2 separate regions of the Mus musculus genome follow, and region 2 is linked to region 1. The links are chromatin contacts, called in public promoter capture Hi-C maps. All regions are on one chromosome and are shown on one strand. Each heading gives the region's core, a stretch centred on a gene start, on an enhancer-like site or on the middle of the called end of the contact. The rest is flanking DNA. Distances are from core to core; before and after follow the strand shown.

Region 1 (5,121 bases), core at 48-2,547:
CTAGGGCTGGATACAATGACCTAATATGTGCTTTACTGCTCAGACAGTTTTGAGTCCTGAGTAACAACGTGCCACATTGGCCTGACATGTCCAAGGTGTTCTGTTCAATGTCCTAACCCTGCTTTTAAAAACCTAAATAAAGCCGGGCATGGTTGGCGCACGCCTTTAATCCCAGCACTCGAGAGGCAGGGGCAGGCGGATTTCTGAGTTCAAGGCCAGCCTGGTCTACAGAGTGAGTTCCAGGACAGCCAGGGCTACACAGAGAAACCGTGTCTCGAAAAACAAAACAAAATAAAACAAAAAACCAATAAACATAAATTGGACTATTAACAAGACCATGTGTCTGAACAGCTGCCAGCACTTGCCCAATGTTTTTCAAAGGTCATGTCATGGTGCGGGGTAGGGGGCGGCGGCAATGAAGTGTTTTTTAAATAATTATTTTTCTTGAATGACTATTTCCTGGCACATGTTTTTCAAAGATTTAGCACATCAAAGTTCTAATGAAGTGAAACCTCTATCATGTCCTTTCTGTACATTCAAGGCTCGTCCTACTAGCAATGCTTAAAGTACTTCTAGCTCTCGGTGTCCAAGCCAAACATCCATGGTCTCTTCTGGAACTTTCCTTTTGTCCACAGCTTCCCACTGTTCTACTCAATCCTTAGTGCCCGGCAAGATAAATAGTCCAACATCCCCATAGCTCCATGTTCATATATCAGTGAAGAAAGTTCTGAAACTCAAGTCTGTCTTTAGTATTGTGATGTAAACAACAAGTCTATTGACAAATATTTATTTTCTCTGGGGGCGGGCTGAGGGGTGTGATTAACTAGACTGATATCAAGTAGTGCAGACTGGCCTTACACTCTAGTTAAGAATGACCTTGAACTCTGGAGGGATTGCAGCTATGCGCCAGCACACTGCTCGCTTGGGCTTTTCCTTGTTCTACAGCAAAAGCTTAACGCACTGTCCCTTCAAAGTGAGTTTTAAACACAGTAGCCTTAAATAAAACTTATTTGATTTACTAATAGTGGTAACTTCCTCATCTCCCAACTGTATATTTGTGCATACATAGATACATAGGGGACCTTTCCAGAAAGTAGAATCAATCCGCAGCTCCTCGAAACAATGGACACTTTCGGAGCTGAGCTGCTTTGGTCAGTCTACCTTCACACTTGCACGTCCTGGCTCTGTTACGGACGCAGACCGGGTCGGCAGTCACCAGACACCACGCCGGAGCATGCGTGGACGGCAGCGCGCAGGCGCGGGACGGCTCGCGCAGGCGCGGTGCGCGGTTGTCGCGGTGAGCCGGTTGACCCGAGTTCCGGCATGTCGGACCGGCGTCCTGGGGCGGCTTCCCGGTTGCCCGCGCGCCATGGAATGCCTGCGCTGCCTGCCCGGGCTGCTGCCCCGCGCCGCGCAGCCCCGGAGGGCCCTGTGGACGGCGGTCGCGCGCCTGAGCCTCGCTGCCTGCGGCGGCCGCGCGACCCCTTTGCGCTCCCGGAGCCCGAAAGCGTCGAGCACAGCCCGCGCTGCAGGTACGCGCGTCCCGCGGGGCCCCGGCGGCCTCTGTCCCGCCTGCCCTTGGCCCCGCCATCCTCACCGCCGCTCGGCCTTGCCGGGCTCACCCGGCCCTCAGTGCTCCGGCCAGCACTGCGAGGACTTGATTGCGGTTTCTTGCTTATTGGGACAGGGTCTCCTTGTGTTGCCCAGGCTGGCCGCCAATTGACAGCAGTCCGGTCTCATCCTTCTGAATGAAGCCGTTAGAAGCGTTAACCGCCTCATTGGCTACTTTCGTTTGTTTTGTTATTGTTTTAAAATTAGCATTTAAACGGCCTTCTCTGAGTTTGTATGTGGAGGTCAGATGACAGCTTGCTCGAATCAGTTGTCTTAACGCAGGGCTTGGCGGCATGCATTTTGCTGGCCATCTGCTCAGCCCAAAGTAAAGGGTTTATGACAGCACTTTTATACATACTTTTTCCTGAAACCCCCTCATCCTACTGGCCCTTTTACTTCCTTATGCTCCCTTCTATTTTCGTGTCCCAGAATTCTGTTAGGTGGGAGTTTTGTTTGTTTCGAGTCGTGGTCTCACAGTAATCCAAGCTGGCTTGAAACTCTGCTGTGGAGCCCAGACCAAAGTCGATGTTGGGCAGCAGGAAGCTACAATTAGCAAGGTTGGGGTGTTATTAATTCTGTTTATTATGTTACTTTCTTCTGGGCACATTGATACAGTTACATAGTTGCCTTGGAATAAAGTAGGGAATTCCTAGAACTGAGTTTGAATGTGAAGCCAGTGATGAGCATTAATTAACCCTTGGCGAAGTCTACTCTGCAAGTAGCCAGCCAAGGGAGCAAAAAACGCTGGGGGAAGACAGAGGAGTCTTTCTTTGCTGATGCTTTGGTGAAACCTGAGGACAGCGTTTTCCACAAATGTGACTGCACAGAAACAGTCCTGACAAGAGTGGTTTGGGCTACTACTCTTTTTTGAATTGTACTTAAATTTTTCCCATAATGAGCTGCTGTCAGTCAACACCCCCTTCCCCACACCCAGGTCTTTTGCCACAAGCTTTTTTCCTCCCTTGATAATACTTGGGAACCAAGTGGTCTGTAAGACCCAGGAACTTAACTTGTGACTCTTGTCCCTAGAGCTTACATGGTAGAAGGAGAGAATAGACTTCTGACTTCCACAGTACTCAAACACACCCAATAAACAAATGTAAGTGTTATTTTATTACTTTTGTACAGTGCTTTGGACAAAGCCCAGGGCCTTGTGCATTTTAGACAGGCACTGGTTGCCCCAGCCCCAACTGACCTTTCTAATCACAGAGCAAGGACAGACAGACCTCAGTTAACAAGTTGTATGAGTTTAGTACATGGAAGTGGTGGGTAAGAAGATGGATAGAATGATTAGCTGGAAGCCTAACCAAACAAGTGTCTTCTTAAGGCTCCATGGACTATTAGAGCTACAGTTTCCCCTCCAAGAAAATGGGTTAGCACGGGCCATTCATTCTCTCCTTTGTTCTCAGGTGATGTGCTCCGGTTTAGAACCTCGGATGCCTCTCAAGCCACTTTAGCCAGCGTGGCCCAGGTGTTTGCTGTGGTGAGTACGCAGCGTCCAATCACTTGCCAGTTCACAGGGTTGGAGTCAGAGGAGGTATTTGCCTCTGTGCTGTGTTTGGCCAGTGACCCAAGCTCCTGAGAGATTGGTCTAGAGGAAGTCTTGAAGCTTTGCTGATGACTGGGGTTCTGGCTATACGGAACAGGCTCTTCCAATGACAGCTCAGACGTTTTCCCCTTGTCGATAAAATTAAGGTGTTTTTGTAGTACGTGTTAAAGGCTTCCACCAGAAGCATGTTTCTTTTCTTTTCTTTTTTTTCAGGGGGCTGGGGAGAAGGGGTTGGAGGCTGGGGAGAAGGGGTTGGAGGGAGAACAAGTCTAATGTAACTTAGCTCACTTCAGACTTGCTATGTGGTCTAGGGTGATCTTGAACTTGTCCGCCTGGCTCTGCCCTCTCAAGTTGTAGTGTAGCAGGTGTGTGCCACTATCCCATGATTTAATGCGCCACCACACCTACTTTATGCAGCCTGGTTATTGATCCTGGGGCCTTTTGTGTGCCAGACAAGCACTCTGCCAACTGAGCCACAGCCCCAAAGCCTCCTTAGTGAACACTTCATATTTTATCTGAGTCTGTTTAGAATCCCCTGGAAGAGGTGTGCATGCCCGGGAAGGGTGGCTATGATCTCTAAAACTGTGAACTGATTCTCAGGGACCTGGGTGAATTAATGCACACCTCCTGTGCTCTGCATGTGCATTTATGAAATTAGGCCCTTGGTGACAAAGTGTTAGCCATAAATAACCTAAGTAAAATTGTAAATTGTTTTTGCAGCTCGTTTTGTAAGCTTTTATGGTTTCCAAAAGTTTTAAACCTGAGCCAGACTTCTTAAGTTTAAACTCAGTGTGCTCTCTTTCCGTAGGGGGACGTAAGACAAGTTATTGTGACGACTTGTGCCTTGGTTTTTTTCATTAATAACTAGGAATTATTGCCTTAGGTAATTATGAGGATTAGAGTACCAAACTGAAATAGCATCACTGTATGTTACTATGCTCGTTTGTGAACATGACTTAGGGGCTGAGGAGATGGCTAAGCACCTGCTGCTCTTCCAGGAGACATGACTTTCACTCTCGGCACCCACACCTGCTGGCTCACAGCCACATTAGCGCAGCTCCAGGGGTCTGATACCTTCTTCTGTGTCCTAGAACATATATAAATATAAGCACAAACACGCTCATAGAAACGAAAACAAAAAAGTTAAACCACCTACTTTTTACTGAAAATGAAAACTCTCAAAACCCCGAGAATGGTGCCTCAGATACAGTGACCATCCAGCGTGTTGTTCTTTACAGATCATCTGGGTTTGGCTATTATTAGCTTCATGCAGACCTTTAAGGCATGGTTTTACTGTATAAGCCTCCTTGCCTGGCCTAGAGTACTCAGGATCCTCCTGCCTCTGCTTCTCAAGTGCTAGGAGTGAAGGTACATTCCACTGTGCCCAGCTAAAGAACTTGCGTTGGCTTCCCCCCCCCCCCCCCCACTTCTCTTCTTTCCTTTCTCTGTATAGCCCAGACTGGCCTGGAACACAGCGTAGGCCTGTTTTTGCTTCCTGAGTGCGGGGATTAAAGGCATATGCCAGCACCACCTAGCTAGAACTTTTCTTTATGGACAGTATAAACTAAGAGGCATCCCAGAGTTGCTTGTTTGGGGTCTTTTCTTTGTTTGTTTGTTGGGTTTTCTTGCTTTTTGTTATTGTTTGGATTTTGCTTTGCTTTGTTTTGCATTTTGAGTCAGTCCCTTGACCAGGCTGAGCTAAAACTCACTCTCAGTCCAAGGCAGCTTCATACTCATTCAGTGCTACTGCTCTGGCCCCCAGGTGCTGGAGGTGCAGCCCCGAGGCCCCTTGCCAGTCTTGGCAGGGTTACTGGGAAAGTACTTGCTCTTAGTTTTCTGCAACTGTTCAGTTCCACGATGGAATCAAGGCCACTGGTTCTCAGGTAGGCAGGCGACCAAGGCAGAAGGATGTGAGTGTGAGGCCAGCCTGGACCACACAGTCACTAACTCCCACCCCGCCC
Region 2 (4,869 bases), core at 1,101-3,600, 63 kb before region 1:
CATGTGCATGCATACAAATATTAATAGTAAGTAAAATTTAAAAATAAATACCCATATCCATACTAATACATAAAGTAAAATGAATAAATAAGAAGAAAATTGCTCTGTACAGTAGAACTCCAGTTAGGGATGTAGAAGAAATAAAGAGAAGAGGAAACCATCACAGGCCAACATACGATGTCAGCTGATGCAGAAAGGAGCCACTGGTTCATCATGGACTCTGGGTGGAGCCCTGACTAAGGAAAACGGTGCACCTGCGCAGTCTCCAAGTCTCTCCACAGGGCATCCCTGTCAGCTTAGAAAGCTGGCAGATATGACTCATAGCTTTGTCATAAGGTTAACATCATCGTCAGCGCCACACACTCACATCATTCACTGCCAGGACAGTTAACACTAAATAAGAGGCTTGGTTTGGCCTGCTGAAATGAGATTTCCCTGCTCTCAGTTGTCTGGGCAAATCAGCTACTTTGAACAGTTTATTGTCTCTTTGAAAGGAATATAGTCCTTTGCGATGGTAGACGGGCATTCATCACTTGTAAGAACATCTCCTCAGGGACTTCTGAACCATCTCTCAGAAATGTAAGGAAGAGGAGCCTGACAAGATGGACCAGGGGGTAAAGGTACTTGCCAATAAACGTGGTTACCTGAGTTAGATCCCAGGACCAAGATGATGGAAAGAGAGAACCAATTTCTACCAGTTGTCTTCTGACATCTGCAGGTGTGCCATGGAATGCACGTATCTATCTGCAATGCCCCCCAGCACAATACACACCCACACCTATATATCCACACCCACACTATATATGTGTGTGTGTGTGTGTGTGTGTGTGTGTGTACGATATATATATATACATATATATGTATATATATGTGAAAGTTTTAGGTAAATCCATTTAAATATTTATTTATCGTTATTTTATGTGCACAAGTATTTTGCGCATGTATGTCTGTGCAACACAGAGAATGCCTGGTGCCCAGACAGGCCTGAAGAAGGTATCAGATACCCTGGAACTGGAGTTACAGATGCTCGTTAGCCACTGAGAATCAAGTTCCAATCCTCTGGAAAAGGAATTAGCGCTCTTAACTGCTGAATCGTATCTCCAGCCCCAATAAATAAAGACTTTAAAGCAAAGGTAAAGTCCACGGAGGGAGGCAGCGCCTCCATTCCCAGGGACCTGTGGGAGAGCAGAAAGCAAAGTCAGTGGCTAAGAGCCTAAGGGGAATGCCTCGCTCCGAGCTGCTAAGATAACTGTCATCATGGTCTGAGGAGTCTGCTTCTCCTCTGGGTGAGGGCAGTTCACACCAGTGCTTAGCGCAACTAAAATAGAACAACTGTGTACAAAGGGTGCTGTCCAGAGCCCTTACTGAAGGGCTGGTTACTCAGCATCTGAAAAACATGGCTGTCAGAGGTTGCAGGTGCCAGGCTATTCAAAATGGTGAAGATTCCTCCTGCCTTGCAATCCTTGGTAGACTATCTATAATTACCATCTATGCTAACCAGGGCTAGAGGTATGTTCTCTCTCCCCCCACCTTTTATCTCCTTGTAGAGATGGTTTCTTGTTTCTGATATTTCCTGGGCAATGCCTTCTGAAAGGACATGATAGCAGGACAAAGCAGCATTTTCTGGACTCTGTGTTCCTGAAATGAGTGATCGCAAGCAGGCCACAGGGGACAGCGTGCAAACACAAATTAAGAGACCTGCTACAAAAAAAGCTGGCCTCAGAATCCTCAAAACCATGAAAGACTAGGGAGTAGGTGCAGCCTGGTATCAACTAAGAAAACATTGCCAGCTAAATGAAGTGTGGGCTTCGGGATAAGGAAAAGAAAGGCGTGCTGGGAAAATTGACAAGATCTGCAGATTTGGTAATTGTATCAATTTTAATTTCCAAATTGCAATATCTGCAGATGGTTCCGCTTAAGAAGATAACAGAAGCTGCGACACATAAGGAATAGGAAGAGTTCTTTACAAATTCACGGCTGAGAACCAACAACACTCCAGTTTGTAACTGGACTACCTCCCCCCCCCCCCCCAAGTACTTCAGACCTGTGAGTTCGTTTGGCGTTTGGTTTGTCGTCAAAGAAACTTGATCCTCATTTGTTTTGTTAGGCCAGAGGACAGTTGGATAAACAAGCAGAACTATCCACGCCAAGTTCACAGCAAATTAATTATTTCTTGCAGTTATCTCATGAAGGTCAGTCATGAGGTTTGCGGCTGATCTGCAGAGGCAGGGGGTCTTTGCCCACATGCCAAGCTTATTAGCTCAGAACGTCCGTCCGAGAGACAATGGCTGGCTTGTTGTTAGCCAGCAGGTCAGGCTTAATTGAGAAAATATTTACATTTCCTAAGGGTAAAAGTGGGTCAAGAGAACCTCAGCTCCACATCAAACGTGCGCCAGCCAGGAGGTCAGAGCGCATGGCGCAGATCCTGAAGAATGTTCAGGGTTCGCTGAGCCACTTCCTCAATTAAAATAGCTCGCTCTCCCACTGTCCGCGCTGAGGGTTATCTCCTGCGCTCCTCAAGTCCTTCTCGGGAAGTCCTTGCTTATGCCTACACAACCGCGGGTCTTCCCCTATATTTTCTCCAGTGGCTGTCCCTCTCTTGGGTCTTATATTAAGATCTTCGACACATTTTGAATCGATGTTTGTGCACAGCGAGGGCTATGATCTAATTTCATACTTTTATAGTGGAAATCCAGTTTCTCAACTGCCTTTTTTCCAATATATGTTCTTGACACCTTTGTCAGAAATTAGATGAGTATACCAGGCACTTCGGAGGGAGGACTTGAGCTGGAACTGGACGGAAAGCCTCCTCCCTGAGGGCTAGGTCTCATGCTACCAGAAAGCACCCTGCACGCTGCCAATGGAGAAAACCAATCCCTAGTCCTACCCAGCCATGGCGCTCATGAACCACAGAACTAACCAGAACAGCAGAGAGAGCTCTCCAGAGCAGTAATGGCACTTCTCTCTAGGCAGTAACCAACACATAGGAATTCACAAAAACTGCGGAAACAGGTTCAAGCTAGACGGGGCTCTATCGCTGAGTGAGGGAAATAGACATGGGAGTCCCACTCCTCACCAAGAAGCTCTTTGCAATTGATGCCTAAGGATAAAGGGAAAATCAGCCTGTGCCTGGCACTGTGCAATATAAACAAAGCAAAATGCACATGACTAGTGAGGCCATGAATCTTACGGAAGAACCTACTACCACCAATCCCTAAACCATTATAATTGCCGACTGCATGCTAAATATTCATCCTTAAACCCACGGGTAAGTGTAACTATCACCCCTCGTTGACCAAGCTTCTTTTTGCAGCAGGAGGAGACCATCACAGAAAGTGCAGAGAATAACTGAGTGTTGGGAGCACAGGCCCAGCTGATGTATCTACAGTACAAACCCTACACCTAAAGCTCGGGGAACATTGCACAAGAAGGGGCAGGAAGAGCCAGAGGACCAGGGATTCCACTGTGAGAATATCTACTTCTAGCTGTAACAGGGGAGTTATACCTATGAAATCTCAGCACTATGCCTGCTAAACAAGACCTGTCAACAGTTGTCATCCCAGTGCAGATGTGGGCAAACTCAAGGGGCCCCACCCCTAGATGAAGAGCTATAGGCAATTAATAACTTCTGAGAGCTGGAAAAGTAGACCTCCCGGGGAATGAGACACCCAGTTGACTTTCTGGTACTGAGTAGTCAGCCCTAGAAACATACATGCAGGCAATTCTGAAGGGATTCGGCAGGTTGTATTTATATGTTTATTCACCTTATATGTATATGTAAGAACAATGGTTAAAGAAGAGAAAGCCATGAATTTAAGGAGGGGTAGACATGGAAGGGATAAAAGAGGAAATAAAGGGGTAAGTGATGTCATTATATTTTAATTAAATTTAAAATTAATAGTAATAAAAGAAAATAGCAATATGGAGGGGAAACAGATGAAACAGCTATTATTTTAAATGTGTATAAGGTTTCATTCTATTGAATAGTTCCGACCACAAAAAAAAATTAGAGGACTATAGCTGAGTAAGTTTATTTCTGGGTCTTTACTCTATTCCATTAATCTACACATATGGAGTCCTTTTGTGGGCTGGGGTCCAGTGCCTGTCACTATGGCCCTATAATATAATTTGTGGTCAGGTACTGCAACTCTGCAGGCATTTGCTTCCTGCTGAAGACTGCACTGACTAGGATCAATAAGAATAAAGTTATTATAAAATGCCCTCCTGAGAGTCTTTTCTTTGTGTGCTAATTGCTATGTTGATTTCTTCATTGTGTGGGGTCAAGGGTGCAAGTGTGCCACGACACCCACGAGAGGTTAGAGGACAACGTTGGGGATGATTTCCCTCCTTCCCTCATACGGGTTCCAGGAACTGAAGTCAAGTACTTACATTTGGTGACAAATGTCTTAACCCATTGAGCCATCTCACCAGCCTCTTGTATGCCAGTTTAGAGAGAGAGAGAGAGAGAGAGAGAGAGAGAGAGAGAGAGTGCTATTACTCCCCAAAGTAATTGATGCAGTAGATGGGAATTAGCAGAGACCCATACCTGGACGGGGTACAGAGAGTTAAAGACTTCAGAGCACTGTGCCCTAAACAGGATGTCTTCATCAAACCCCTCCCTTCAAGCTCAGGGATCTATGCAGAAGAGGAGGCAAAAAGATTTTAAGAGCCAAAAGTGGTGGGTTACTTCAAGGACACAGTGTCTTTAGCAGAGCTATAGAGCTGTCTATAACAGAACTGATGTGCAGAGCCTGTGGCAGCACGCACAAGGCCTGCACACATTCAAGCTAGACAGGGTCCCAGTGCTGCGAGGGGGAAGTGGACACAGGGTCCCACCCCTAACCAAGAAGCTGTCTGCAACTGACACCT

Evidence for each region. Promoter capture Hi-C pulls out the DNA fragments that hold promoters and counts their contacts.
Region 2: a contact with region 1 is called in a promoter capture Hi-C map of liver. The contact joins the enhancer-like site here to the promoter of Mrs2 in region 1. A contact is called at or near these places in 2 of 39 promoter capture datasets (liver and macrophages), 1 of 484 Hi-C or Micro-C datasets (nephron progenitors), 2 of 115 datasets of contacts at active chromatin or transcription factors (embryonic limb bud and pancreatic cancer cells) and 2 of 9 other capture datasets (adipose tissue and pancreatic islet).

What each region holds. Positions count from the first base shown.
Region 1 is chr13:25,016,493-25,021,613 of GRCm38.p6, reverse strand. It overlaps Mrs2 (MRS2 magnesium transporter), which reads left to right and starts at 1,297. Exons shown (of 11, transcript NM_001013389.2): 1 at 1,297-1,532; 2 at 3,021-3,094. The coding sequence starts at 1,370.
Region 2 is chr13:25,080,807-25,085,675 of GRCm38.p6, reverse strand. All of the region lies in intron 2 of Dcdc2a (doublecortin domain containing 2a), which reads right to left. Among named protein-coding and RNA genes, the nearest start is that of Dcdc2a, 27 kb to the right of the region's middle. Within about 2 kb of position 2,350, at least 32 of the 459 cell types and tissues checked have an H3K27ac peak or open chromatin away from gene starts, as enhancers often do. A contact at or near this core is called in liver, nephron progenitors and pancreatic islet, where this site is marked.